Regions from separate parts of the Mus musculus genome. Here region 1 is linked to region 2. The links are chromatin contacts, called in public HiChIP or PLAC-seq maps. All regions are on one chromosome and are shown on one strand. The core of a region is the stretch at or near the end of the contact, and the rest is flanking DNA. Distances in the headings are between cores, read along the strand shown. Region 1 overlaps Map3k5 (mitogen-activated protein kinase kinase kinase 5). Region 2 has its middle 39 kb from the start of Gm33104.

Region 1 (5,566 bases), core at 1,710-4,209, 550 kb before region 2:
TACTAGGATTCCACTAAAGATTAAAATGGATGCTACGTTGGGGATGAGCATCAAGATAAAAGCAAGTCACTGTCTACCGAGTCAGCGTCTCAGTCATTTACTGTGGAGGTTACTTGAAAAGAGAACAGTTAATGGCACTTAAATCCAGACTGGCTTTCACCTCTGCTCTGTCTTCTAAGTGGTCATTAATCTTCTGCCTCACAGGTGGCCCATCACTGTTCTAAGGGGATATGGAATATGTAACTAAGAGCAGTCTATCGGGGAGAGCAATGCAAACATATAGTAAAGATCATAGATTTGGGGCAGGGGTGGGGGGTGTTGTCGATTTCACTGGTATAGATTACCAGGCCACGTGGCCACCAGAGAGGCCAGTATAATTAGTCTGAAGTGGCGCTCAGGTACCTATTGCTTACACTCACTAGGAAGCTCTATAGGAAGCAGGGTCACAGTTGCAGACAGTCGTAAATTTACGCTAAAGAATTTGATCATGGAAAATTGGGCACTCATTTCTAATAAGTAAGTATTTTAAGAAATGAGGCACTGTATTAAACAATTAACCTGTCGGCTGATGTTTTGTGTAAAATACACTGTGACGAGGCAAAGGCTTGATTTGATAGACAGAACCCCCAAATCCAATGCTGCATGCTTATAAAGCAGGATTCAAGTAAAGTGTGTACAACTGCCTTGCTGTGTGGTGTGTGTGTGTAACCACCCTGCTCTGTGTGTGTGTGTGTGTGTGTGTAACCACCTCGCTCTGTGTGTGTGTATATATGTAACTGTGTAAAACTGCATTCCCATGTGTAGAACCGCCTCTCTGTGGGTTTGTATGTGTGTAACCACCTTGCCATGTGTGTGTGTGTGTGAATGAGAGAGAGAGAGAGAGAGAGAGAGAGAGAGAGAGAGAGAGAATGTATATAACCGCCTCACCATTCAGAAGCTACTTGTTTTACTTGAAAGCAGCTATCAAGTGAAAACAGCCCGTCTCACACCCAGTGACAAGCGCGTACCTTTTACAGTGAAGTTCTGTGCAGAAGTAGATTTGGAAGTCATCAGAATTGTGAAGCACATAAAGGAAACAGCATCGTTCTTCAAACTTAGAGATGCTGAAACAAACCAAAAACCCACATTATTCAAACAAACATAGAGGTTTCCACATACCTCTAATGAAAAATAAGTGCTTTCTATATCAAACCCTGCTACGGACAGCATCACTGCCATTTACAAATAGCACTTTCAAGAGCGATATTCCCCAGACAATAATACAAACATTAGGTAGTAGTCCTACTCATCTTTGCAGGGCAGGGCGGCTCTGCTGTGTGGAACATATACATGAGCCACACGTTGGGTTTGGTATGGAGATGAGTCCTATCTGCACTGACCCACACTGTGCAGGATGCATACACACCAACTAGCTGGCTGGTTTCAGTGATTCTCGGCCTATGGGAGAAGCTGGGAGAAGCTTCCAGAGCTAGGGAGACAGTTCATACAGGGAGTAAAGGCACTGCACTAGCCGTAGAGATTTTTTTTTAAAGATTTATTTATTTTATTTTATTATATATGAGTATACTATAGCTGTCTTCAGATGCACCAGAAGAGGGTGTCAGATCTCATTATGGGTGGTTGTGAGCCACCATGTGGTTGCTGGGATTTGAACTCAGGACCTTCGGAAGAACAGTCGGTGCTCTTAACCACTGAGCCATCTCTCCAGCCCAGCCATAGAGATTTTAAAGGAGCAAAGCAATGTGGACCAGCTTGAACTGGACACAACAAGTGCTTTACTGCAGAACAACATGAAGACTTTGGAGTTTGGTAAGCTAGGTGGTTTATGCCAAAAGTTGGCTAATGTTTTCTGTAATGGGCCTGATAGTTAAATATTTTAGGTTTTACAGGCCAAACCATTCAGTTCTGCTATTGGAGCATGGAAGCCTTAGCTACAAATGAGATCATGGCTGTTGTCTAACAAAACTTTATTGATAAAACAAGCAAAGGTCCCTATTTGGCCCATGAACGTAACTTATCAAGCCTTATTCAGTCACCTTTGGTTTTCTTCATTTGGGGACACGCAGCTTCATTTGGTTTTTGAGAAATGGCCTTCCTGTGTGCCTTAGGGTGAGCCCACACTCACTACAAAGCACAGGCTGACCCTGAACTCAGGTTTTTCTTGATCCGGCCTCCCGAGTACAAGGATTACAGGTGTGTGTCACCATGGCTAGACTTTATTATTTTCCAAGATTTAAAAAAAGACTGTCATCATCATCTCAGGCCAGGTGAGCCCTCCCCTACCCTAGCTACCCTATCTCTACTCCAGGAAGAAAGGCTTTGTGCTCTCGGCTCTAAATGCATTTCTAGTAAGCCATTGCTCACCTCACACCACACCATCACTGGTTGTTCCCCTTCCCATCTGACTGCAAATTATTCAAGAGGACTTGCTAGCTTCGCCACCTATAAATCTCTAGCAGAATAGGACTCAATATGGTACACAGGTGGTGCTCAATAAATGCCACTGACTTGAGCTGGGTACATGGGTGATGCCAGGCAAACTGTAGAGCTGGTTGGGTTGTTCCTCGGTTTGTCACTCTTTCTTTATAGAGGAGGAAGCCAGGTAAAGGTGACAGTCTTTGAAGTTACAAAGCAGAACCAGCAATCACCAGATGGCAGGAGGTATGCTATGTACACGCCGTGAGTCACGAGAACGGTAAGGATGGGCTGCCAGGCCTAATTAACAAGGGCTAATTCATTGTAAAACAGCTCTGTTGAGGTGGAATGGAAATGCAGAGCAACTATAGTGGAAGGACTGTTGAAGAAGGCAGCAGTAAGTCAGGAGCACCTTGCTGACGAGTGCTTTAGCAGTTGAATATTAAGCTTTTAGAGCTTTGAGAAGGTATTGATTGGAAAGACATGAGTCAGCCGCTTCATCTCGCTTGCTTCTATTCAATCACTCATGAGGTAACAGGTAGCTCTACCGGGGAAACTAAAATTATCTGTGACTCACTACTCTACCAGTTCATGCTCTAACAAAACCAACTACAGTCCTTGCAAAAGCAACAGGATATTGCACAACCCGCCTGCAGAAGTCTGTTTGTTGTCTCCCATTTCCATGGGGGTGGTGGGGGGGGGGTGGTGGTGGTGGTGGGGACAAACAGTAGTAAACAGAATTTGGTCTGAATGTTGAATGAGTCTAGAGACCCGGACTTCTAGACAACAAAGTTTCAAACACTTAACTGCTGACATTGGATTCTGACCCATAACCTTATTTCTAATCCCCAGGAGAGAGCACTTTTTTTTTCTTTTTCTGAGTCATTGGCATTATGACAAAGTTTTAGAACTGAACTGGCTTGTCACTGTGACCTCACAAACATAATTGCATCAACAGTAACCTTGGGGGAAAATTTAATGAATTTCCTATTTGTATGTCATCATTAATTCGAGTTCAGGGTGTAGCCTGGTTGATGTCCTGCAGAGCTTGGATCCACAGATCCTGGTAACACAAAGGTCAGGAAGCCATCTTACAGCCTTAACTAAAAGCTCAGCCAGCGGGAGAAGACCTCTACACGGCTCCCTTGTAGCCACATGCTGACTCCAGGCCACAGTTCACATTTACCCCGGAGTCACAAGCATGGGGTCAGCTCAAGGATCTATGATGGTGAGGCACCGTTCGCAGCAGGGAGAGAGGCTGAAGGCTGAGTCTTTATAACAAAGAACGGTTCTTGAAATGTTTTTCAAATTTAAATTATGATTTAATTTAATAAAATATGCTATGAATATCTCAGGAGCGTGTCTTCTAAGTACACCAAATGGCCCAGGGAGCCTTACCTCACTCCCCTGACAGAGGAAGCACCGAAGTTCCACTCGTGTATACCTTTCTGAAACACAGGAGAAGATGAGGAACAATGAATGGAAAAAAATCATAAAATCATTTAATATTATTATTTTTTAAAAACAAAGTTGTTTTCCTGATGTATATCTCCTCACGAGGCGATTATCTGACTGAGCCCACGAGGGTGATGTTTATTTAATAACACCTGTACTTCCAGACAACAGCTTTCAAAAACCCTGCAAGAATTACTGTCATGAAATTTAAACTTTAATTTTAGTTGTAACTGCTGTGCTTTAATTTTAAGTAAACACCAGAACGAAACAAAGCAACAACCCGGTGATCAGGGTAGCTGAGAGGCTACGGTAGCTCAGTGGCTCCAGCAAATAAGCTCATGTTCCTTTGGGCCAGCTGCCTGCTACCTTCCTTGCACTTGTGTGTTTGAGTTCACATGTATAGGGTTTGGAAGCACATGCGTGCAAATGCATGTGGCGGCCTCGGGACAACCTCGCCTGTCCCTCCTGATTTCTCCAGTGTGGTGCAGCTTTGCTCTTAGGCCCCACGGGCAGCTGTTTCCATGTCCCCAGGTTTGGGAGTGTGGGTGCACACTCCACTCCTGGGCTTTTAAAGTGCTGGTTCTGAGAATGGAACTCAGTCTCCACGCTTCTATGAAGCACATTACTGACCAAGTCATCTCCCCAGACTTAGCATATCTTTTCTGAGAGAGAAAATCAATCTGTATAGCCCAGGCTGGCCATGGACTTGCCATTGTTCGGTCTCAGCTTCTTGAGTGCTAGGATTCCAGAAGTACACCCCACAGCCAGCTTGGAACTAACTTTAGGTAGAAATTTCAACAAAACCTCTGTATCTTTTTATTTTTCATAAATTAATATGTGTGTGTGTGTATGTGTGTGTGTGTCAAAGTGTATCTGCATGTAGACTGTCCATTACAGCTCAAAGGAATTATTACATAATTTATGCAAAACTTAATTATTATGCTAATAATGTTTGGACACAAAAATTTGATTATTATGTGACACAAGTGATTCATAGAATTCATGTTTTAAAAACTTAAAATTTATCTCTCAACCATGACTAAAATATCCTAATTATTATCAAATAATTGTTCTTTAATCATTTTCCCTACATCTCCCAGACTGACATATATGTACAAGGTGAGCTTTTTACCTTAGCCTTCCTACCTGGTTTGGTGTGGGGCCTGAGTGCTAGTTCAGCTGGCCATGCGCTGTACCCTGGCTTTCAGTCCTTCCTCTTAGCAATAGCTAATTCCAAGGTGAACACCTTAATCACCTGCTCCCTGACTGAAGAAGGCGGCCAGATACTCTGCCATCAACATCAGTTTAGGGTTTTATTCGGTTTTCTATCAGCTTTATTCAGAACATCAACAAAGTTTTTTTTTTTTTTTTTTAAAGCTTTCCTAGAGAGTCCTATAAAAATGAACCGTCAGGATTCAGTTTCTTTTTGAACTTGCCGATCAGATGCTGAAATCCAATGGGCTCCCTTTACAAGGCTCCAGTAGATGGTTCTTTATTTAGGAGTCTGACAGCCAATTGGAGCGAACTTATCCATCAACAGAACTCTGTCTGTAAGAGCGAAGACCCAGCGGATGACTCTGAACTTACACTAGGCAATGAAAATTGTCTCAAGCTCATCTACTAAACCAGCGAGTGGCCTTCCATCTTGTGACTGACAACAGTGACAAGACTGTCACCCACGCCATCACCAACTAAC
Region 2 (5,871 bases), core at 1,044-3,543:
TATCTCCCTCTACCACCTTATTCCAGAGGGCTGATTTAAGCAAATGAGGCAGATTTCAGACTGATCATCTTAAACAAAGAAAAGATAGCTGGTAGGCCCACAACTTCATGCAAGCTGAGATACATCCAGGGTTGACCTTGGGTATGCCTGGGCAGGTAAAAATGCCTGTGATAGGTGAAGAAATTAGCACTTTACCATCTTGTTTATTTATGGCCTCTTCCAATGTCTGTCTGCCCATTGGGATGCTTCTATGCTTCCAGATCGACATCAAAACAACCAAGTTTATTTGGTGTATAACATATGTTAAGTGGGAGAGAATACAGTGAGAAATAACAAAAGTCAGATCCTGGTGTGTGCCCTCCACGCTGGAGCTGACACGCTGGAGTCCTGGTCCTGCTTCCCTAGGGCCCTCATGCCCTTGTATTCCAGAACCCCAGGTCTGAGCAGCCCTGAGTCAAACATGTTTTCTCTTTATATTAACTCTTCCTTTTCCTAACACTACCATCTTAATTTCCTTTTGCTTCTCTAACAAATTGCTATGAGTATGGTAGTTTAAAAGGATACCAGGTTATAATCTAATGGTTTTCGAAGTCCAGTCTGTACTGGGTCTCACTGGAGTTAGGTTGTCCCTGGAGAGAATCTGCTTCCTGGCCTCTTCAGCTTCTAGAGACTGCCCACATTCCTGTTCTGTGTGGCCTTGCCTTCCAGATCCAAGCCTGCTCACATTGTCTTCCCCTGACTGCTTTTTCTGCCTCTTTTACTTGTAAAGGTTAAATTGTGGCTATCCTGGGTCCACTTCAATAGTTAATAATAATATCCTCATCTCAAGGTTCCTTTCTCATTATTATTTTTAGAGCTAAATCATTTTACTAAAAACATTATACACACACACACACATTTTTTCTTTTTCCTCCCCTAACTTCACCCAGATCCTACCTACCTACCTCCCTAACCATCCAACTTCATGCTTTTTCTCTTCCAAAAAAAAAGCAAAAGCAAAAACAAACAAAAACAAAAATCAAAACAAACTAAAAAAAGACAAAAATACCAACACACACACACACACATGCACACATGCACACGCACCATGGAGTCTGTTTTGTGTTGGCCAACTATTATTCTTGGGCATGAGGTCTGCCCTACAGTGTGGTTGATGTACCCAGTGACATTCCATTAGAGGAAAACGGATCTTCCCTTCTCTATCAGGTACTAATTGCAAATAGTTTCTTGGTTAGGAGTGGGACATGGTGTCCACTTCCCCTTCTCTGTGCTGGGAGTTTGTGGTTTGAACCTGTGCAGGTCATGCTGTCACAGTCTTGTGAGTTCACTTGTGCATTATCCTTGTTTTGTATTGAAGATGCAGTTGTCCTAGAGTTGTCCACCAACCCTGGCTCTTACAATCTTTCTATCTCCCCTTCTGCATAGATCCATGAGTCTTGAAGGGTAGAGGTTCCTAATTTAATCAACATCTGTGAAAGCTTTTCTTTGTCATGTGAGGAAAAGATTCTAAGTGTGTGTGTGTGTGTGTGTGTGTGTGTGTGTGTGTGTGTGTGTGAGGGAGAGAGAGAGAGAGAGAGAGAGAGAGAGAGAGAGAGAGAGAGAGTTAGTTTGTGGGCATTGTTCTGTCTACCACACCTATCATTTCCATAATCATTATCATGTTTTTTTTTTTACCCAGATACATTTAGTAGTTTAATGATTCACCATCCTTTATCAATAAAGTCATTAATTAAAGAGAGAGTTGTGGGTTGCTTTGGCAGTAATGATGAGTTAAAACCTCTCTGGTCAAAGTCTTATGTTCAAGATGTATTGCTTTGCACACAATTACAGAGTTATATGGAAGGTAACACATTGAGGGAGCTCAGGATAGAAAGAGATCAGAGAGGAGACTGAAGTCCCCCGCAAATAAGCTGGGAGACTGACAGGTAAGGAGAAGTGACCCCAAGAGATGCCATGCAGAAGATGGGATTTTCTATATCCCCATGAGTTCTTATTTGGGACAGATCCCTGTATCAACAGACAGATAATCACAGGATAAACAAACAAGGTTATTAATGTGTAGCTCACATTTGTGATGGCTAAGGAAATTCCATTTCATACCAGACTCCTACTATAGTAACCATTAGCCTCTGACCTAAATTCCTAAAAGCTCTGACCCCTTGTCCACCCCCCTCTAAGCTGTGTAACTGTTGTGAAATGATCAACCATTTGCTGTGGCTTCTGTAAATGCACATAGTTGCTGTGGACAGGGAATAGCAGTTTCTCCTGAAGCAGGGCATGAGGCAGTTCCCCTCACATAGCTGCAAAGAGAACAGGGGAAATGGGGCAACTCCTTATGTGTTATAAATTCCACAGAAGTGAAGTAATCGTGGTGTTCATTTGTAAACTCCCCCCCCCCCCATTTACTCAGGCAAAGCACATTTCTGCTTTGGCTTAGAAGCAGCTGCCCTTGTAGGACAAATAGTATATTTGGTTAATCATAATTTGAATTGAGTTGTGGTCTTTTCCTGAGGGTGTTAAACTCTATAACACTCTGCACAAGAGGAGGACAGACCAAGAAGTGACTTGCAGCAGTGGTTTAGAGCTCTGGTGTACACAATATTGTTAAACTGGGTTGAGTCTGGTCTAAAGCTATCTCTTTACTTGGGTGATAAAAATCACCTGTGCCTATGAACTATGCACCTTTGATATGTAAACATATTATAACAACCTGAGAACAAACCCTTATAGCCAAAGAAACTGAGTACCAGGCATGCCAGCCATACCTCAGCCAGCTAGAGCCTGCTAATTGATCAGACAAAAATGTCAGCAATAGCCAATCAGGGTTTGTTTCTCTGTGCCACTTCTTTTTCTTGGGGGGCGGGGTGGGATTGATTATTGAATGAAGAACCCAGCATTTGGTAATTCTTCCTCTCCATACCTTTTCTTTGCCTAAATCACCTTTGTTAATGGTCTTAATTTTTCTAACAGTATTTTCAAAACAGAAGTATTAGCAAAACCAAAAGGAGGCCTTAGGGTTTAGGTGACCCAAGTAAGAGAACTTTTGCATTCAAGTCAAACAGCATGTTTTCCAGCAGGTGCTAGGCAGGAGACTTATGCATCATTTATCCAGAACTGAGCACTAGTAAAACTCTAAGTAATTTTTACTACTTTTTCACATAATGTAGCTGGACACTGTTTATTGGTGTAGGTTTTTCTGTTTTTTTTTGTTTTGTTTTGTTTTTTTTGTTGGTGGTGTTTTGGTTTTTTTTCCCCTAGGGATTGAACCTAGGCTCTTGTTTATGCTGGGCAAACATTGTGTCACTGAACTAAAGCCAAAAAAATTGAACTAACTAACTAAGTAAAAAACACCATAAAACCACGTAAAAGTTCTACATGTGTACCTCCTGAGAAGCCCTCAGAGTGATAAGGATTGAAGAGTCCAAGAAGATAGGGCTTAGAGGAAGACAAACAATTGCTTTTGGAAATAGAAATGAATGTATAATAAAAGGGTTGGCATATTCATACATGCTACAACATGACAAAACTTACATTAAATGACAGCAGTTATTCAGAAAAGACAATGCATTAGTCAATGTTGTTTATATGAAGTATCTGTAATAGGCAGATTTATAAAGGTCAAAAATAGATTTGGGTGTAGGTCACAAGGGAGGAACATAGTGAGCAGTGCTAATGGGTGTGGGAAAGTGGTAATAAAATGTTCCAAAGTGACAGTGTGGAACTGATTCCACGAGTGTGTGACTATGTTTTAAAACATTGGATGGCATACTTTAAACGATATGATTTACAGAATGGGACCTATCTCAATGAGCGTTTTTTCCATAAAGAACAAGTTTAATTCATAGAAATGTAATTACTTCTCTTTAGAGATGTCTCTAAATGGAAGTTTCTAGGCTTGATGATTTTCTAGATTTCTAGATTTCTAGTTCAAACGGTGACAAACTGCTCCTTTACTGAACATTTCCTGGACAAGCTTCGGGCAGGAACCCTTGCATGAGTGACAGGCCCCAGTCCGCCCTCGGTAGGCCCCCAGCCCTTAACACAATCTAAACATACTGACCTTGGTTTTTCGTTTTTGTTTTTGTTTTCTTTTTTTTTTTTTTTTTCAGGGAACAGTGTCTGCTTTATTATGTATAAACAACCACTTACATAGTGCAAGCCTATCAACTGACTGATTAGTGCATTACCTCAGCTTGGACGGTGGGCATTCAGACCTCCAGGGTCCCTAGGCCTAAGAAGCATATCAAAGCAGACGTGGGGAGTGCAGACTTGTCTGCAGGCCAGCGATCAGCTGCTCTACTTCAGAATCCAGTGTTCTGACTGCAGCAGCACGCTGAGCCTTGCTTCTTATTTAGAAGGCCAGTGTGCCACCATGTAAGCTGGCCACCAGGTAATGCCTGCATTTTCTCCTGCATGGGCTGACTGAAGTAAGTGTGTCACTGAAGGTAGGATCTGCTCGAAACATTTCTAGTTCTCCCTCCCCCTCCCCCTCTCTCCTCCCCTATCCTCCTCCCCCTCTCCCCCCACCTCCCATCTCTGCTTTGTGCTTTACAATCTTGAGTTCTCAAGTTGATGTTCCTATCGTACCATGCTGTCTACAATGATGATGCCATTGTCCCTCTGAAACCGTAAATGCTCATAAACTCTATATTTTTGGGCCTTCGTGCTTGTGCATATGGATACCTGTTCTTGTTAACTGAGGTATGTCCACACAGGATACAGTTTTTAATTCTTCAAAACTCACCCTGAGAAAGGCTCTGGGCTACACTGGGATCCCAAACACCCAGTGTAGTCACAGGCAGGAAAAAAAAGGGGGGGGGCTTTCTATTGACTTAAATCTGAATCTGAATGCTCCTCTCTGGATGGCACTCCATAATACATAAGAAAGAGGCTTGGAAATCTTACTGACAAGAACAGTTGTCTACCTTTATCCACAAAAAATAAATCCCAATGCTCCCCACCATGAATGTCTAAAATTCCATCCATTCTTTCATCCCCCATACGTACACAATACACATAGGCACATGGGTTGGCAAGAACAAGATGGAGTGAACCCTCATCATGCCTAATTTTAATAGTATGTGCTTTAAGACATGAATTATCTCTGGATTTTCCTGTTTAATATTTTCTTTTTGGACCACAGGTAGGATGAGACTACAGAAAGTCAGGTCTGGATAGATAGGGTTGCCATATGTCTTAGCAAGTATTCTATTGCTGTGTAGAGACGCCGTGACCATGGCAACTCTTATAAAGGAAAGAAAGCATTTAACTGGGGACTTGCTTACAGTTTCAGAAGTCTGGTATATTATCAGCATTGCAGGAAGCATGGTGACACATTGGTAGACATGGTCCTGGAGGAGCTGAGAGTTCTACAACCAGATCAGCAGGCAGCAGGCAGGAGAAAGACACTGGGCTTGGCTTGAGCGTTTGAAATCCCAAAGCCCACACCAGTGACACAGTTCCTCCAAGGAGGCCTCATCTGCTCCAACAAAGCCTCATCTCCTAATCCATTGGAATCCACACCCTAATGATTAAGCATTCAAGTATATGAGCCTGTGGGGGCCATTCCTGTTCAAACCACCACACCATAATATCATCTGCTCCATAAAACCAGCAAATGAATGTATTATTTCAGAAAATCTTCCCAATCTTAATAAAGATGTTAAGTGTGGGGATTTGGGGTATTGAAAGCCTTGTGGGGAACCAGCAAGTCTGCGGGATGCAGTAGTACAGTGTGTGAATATGATCGTGTGTTAGTTTCTCTTCTCATAGATGTAACAAAGTGGCTCCCAAAAGCCACTTAGAGAAGGAAGGCTTTATTGGGAACACAGTCCATCAGTGTGGAGAGAAGGAAGCCTTTATTGGGAACAC

Evidence for each region. HiChIP or PLAC-seq counts read pairs in DNA pulled down with a chosen protein or histone mark.
Region 1: a FOXA1 HiChIP or PLAC-seq map of pancreatic cancer cells shows a contact between it and region 2. The contact joins two enhancer-like sites.

What each region holds. Positions count from the first base shown.
Region 1 is chr10:20,074,779-20,080,344 of GRCm38.p6, reverse strand. Map3k5 (mitogen-activated protein kinase kinase kinase 5) reads right to left here. Exons shown (of 30, transcript NM_008580.4): 12 at 3,814-3,863; 13 at 1,008-1,103. Among named protein-coding and RNA genes, the nearest start is that of Map7, 93 kb to the left of the region's middle. Within about 2 kb of position 2,959, at least 104 of the 459 cell types and tissues checked have an H3K27ac peak or open chromatin away from gene starts, as enhancers often do. A contact at or near this core is called in pancreatic cancer cells, where this site is marked.
Region 2 is chr10:19,522,918-19,528,788 of GRCm38.p6, reverse strand. No RefSeq gene overlaps it. Among named protein-coding and RNA genes, the nearest start is that of Gm33104, 39 kb to the right of the region's middle. Within about 2 kb of position 2,293, at least 46 of the 459 cell types and tissues checked have an H3K27ac peak or open chromatin away from gene starts, as enhancers often do. A contact at or near this core is called in pancreatic cancer cells, where this site is marked.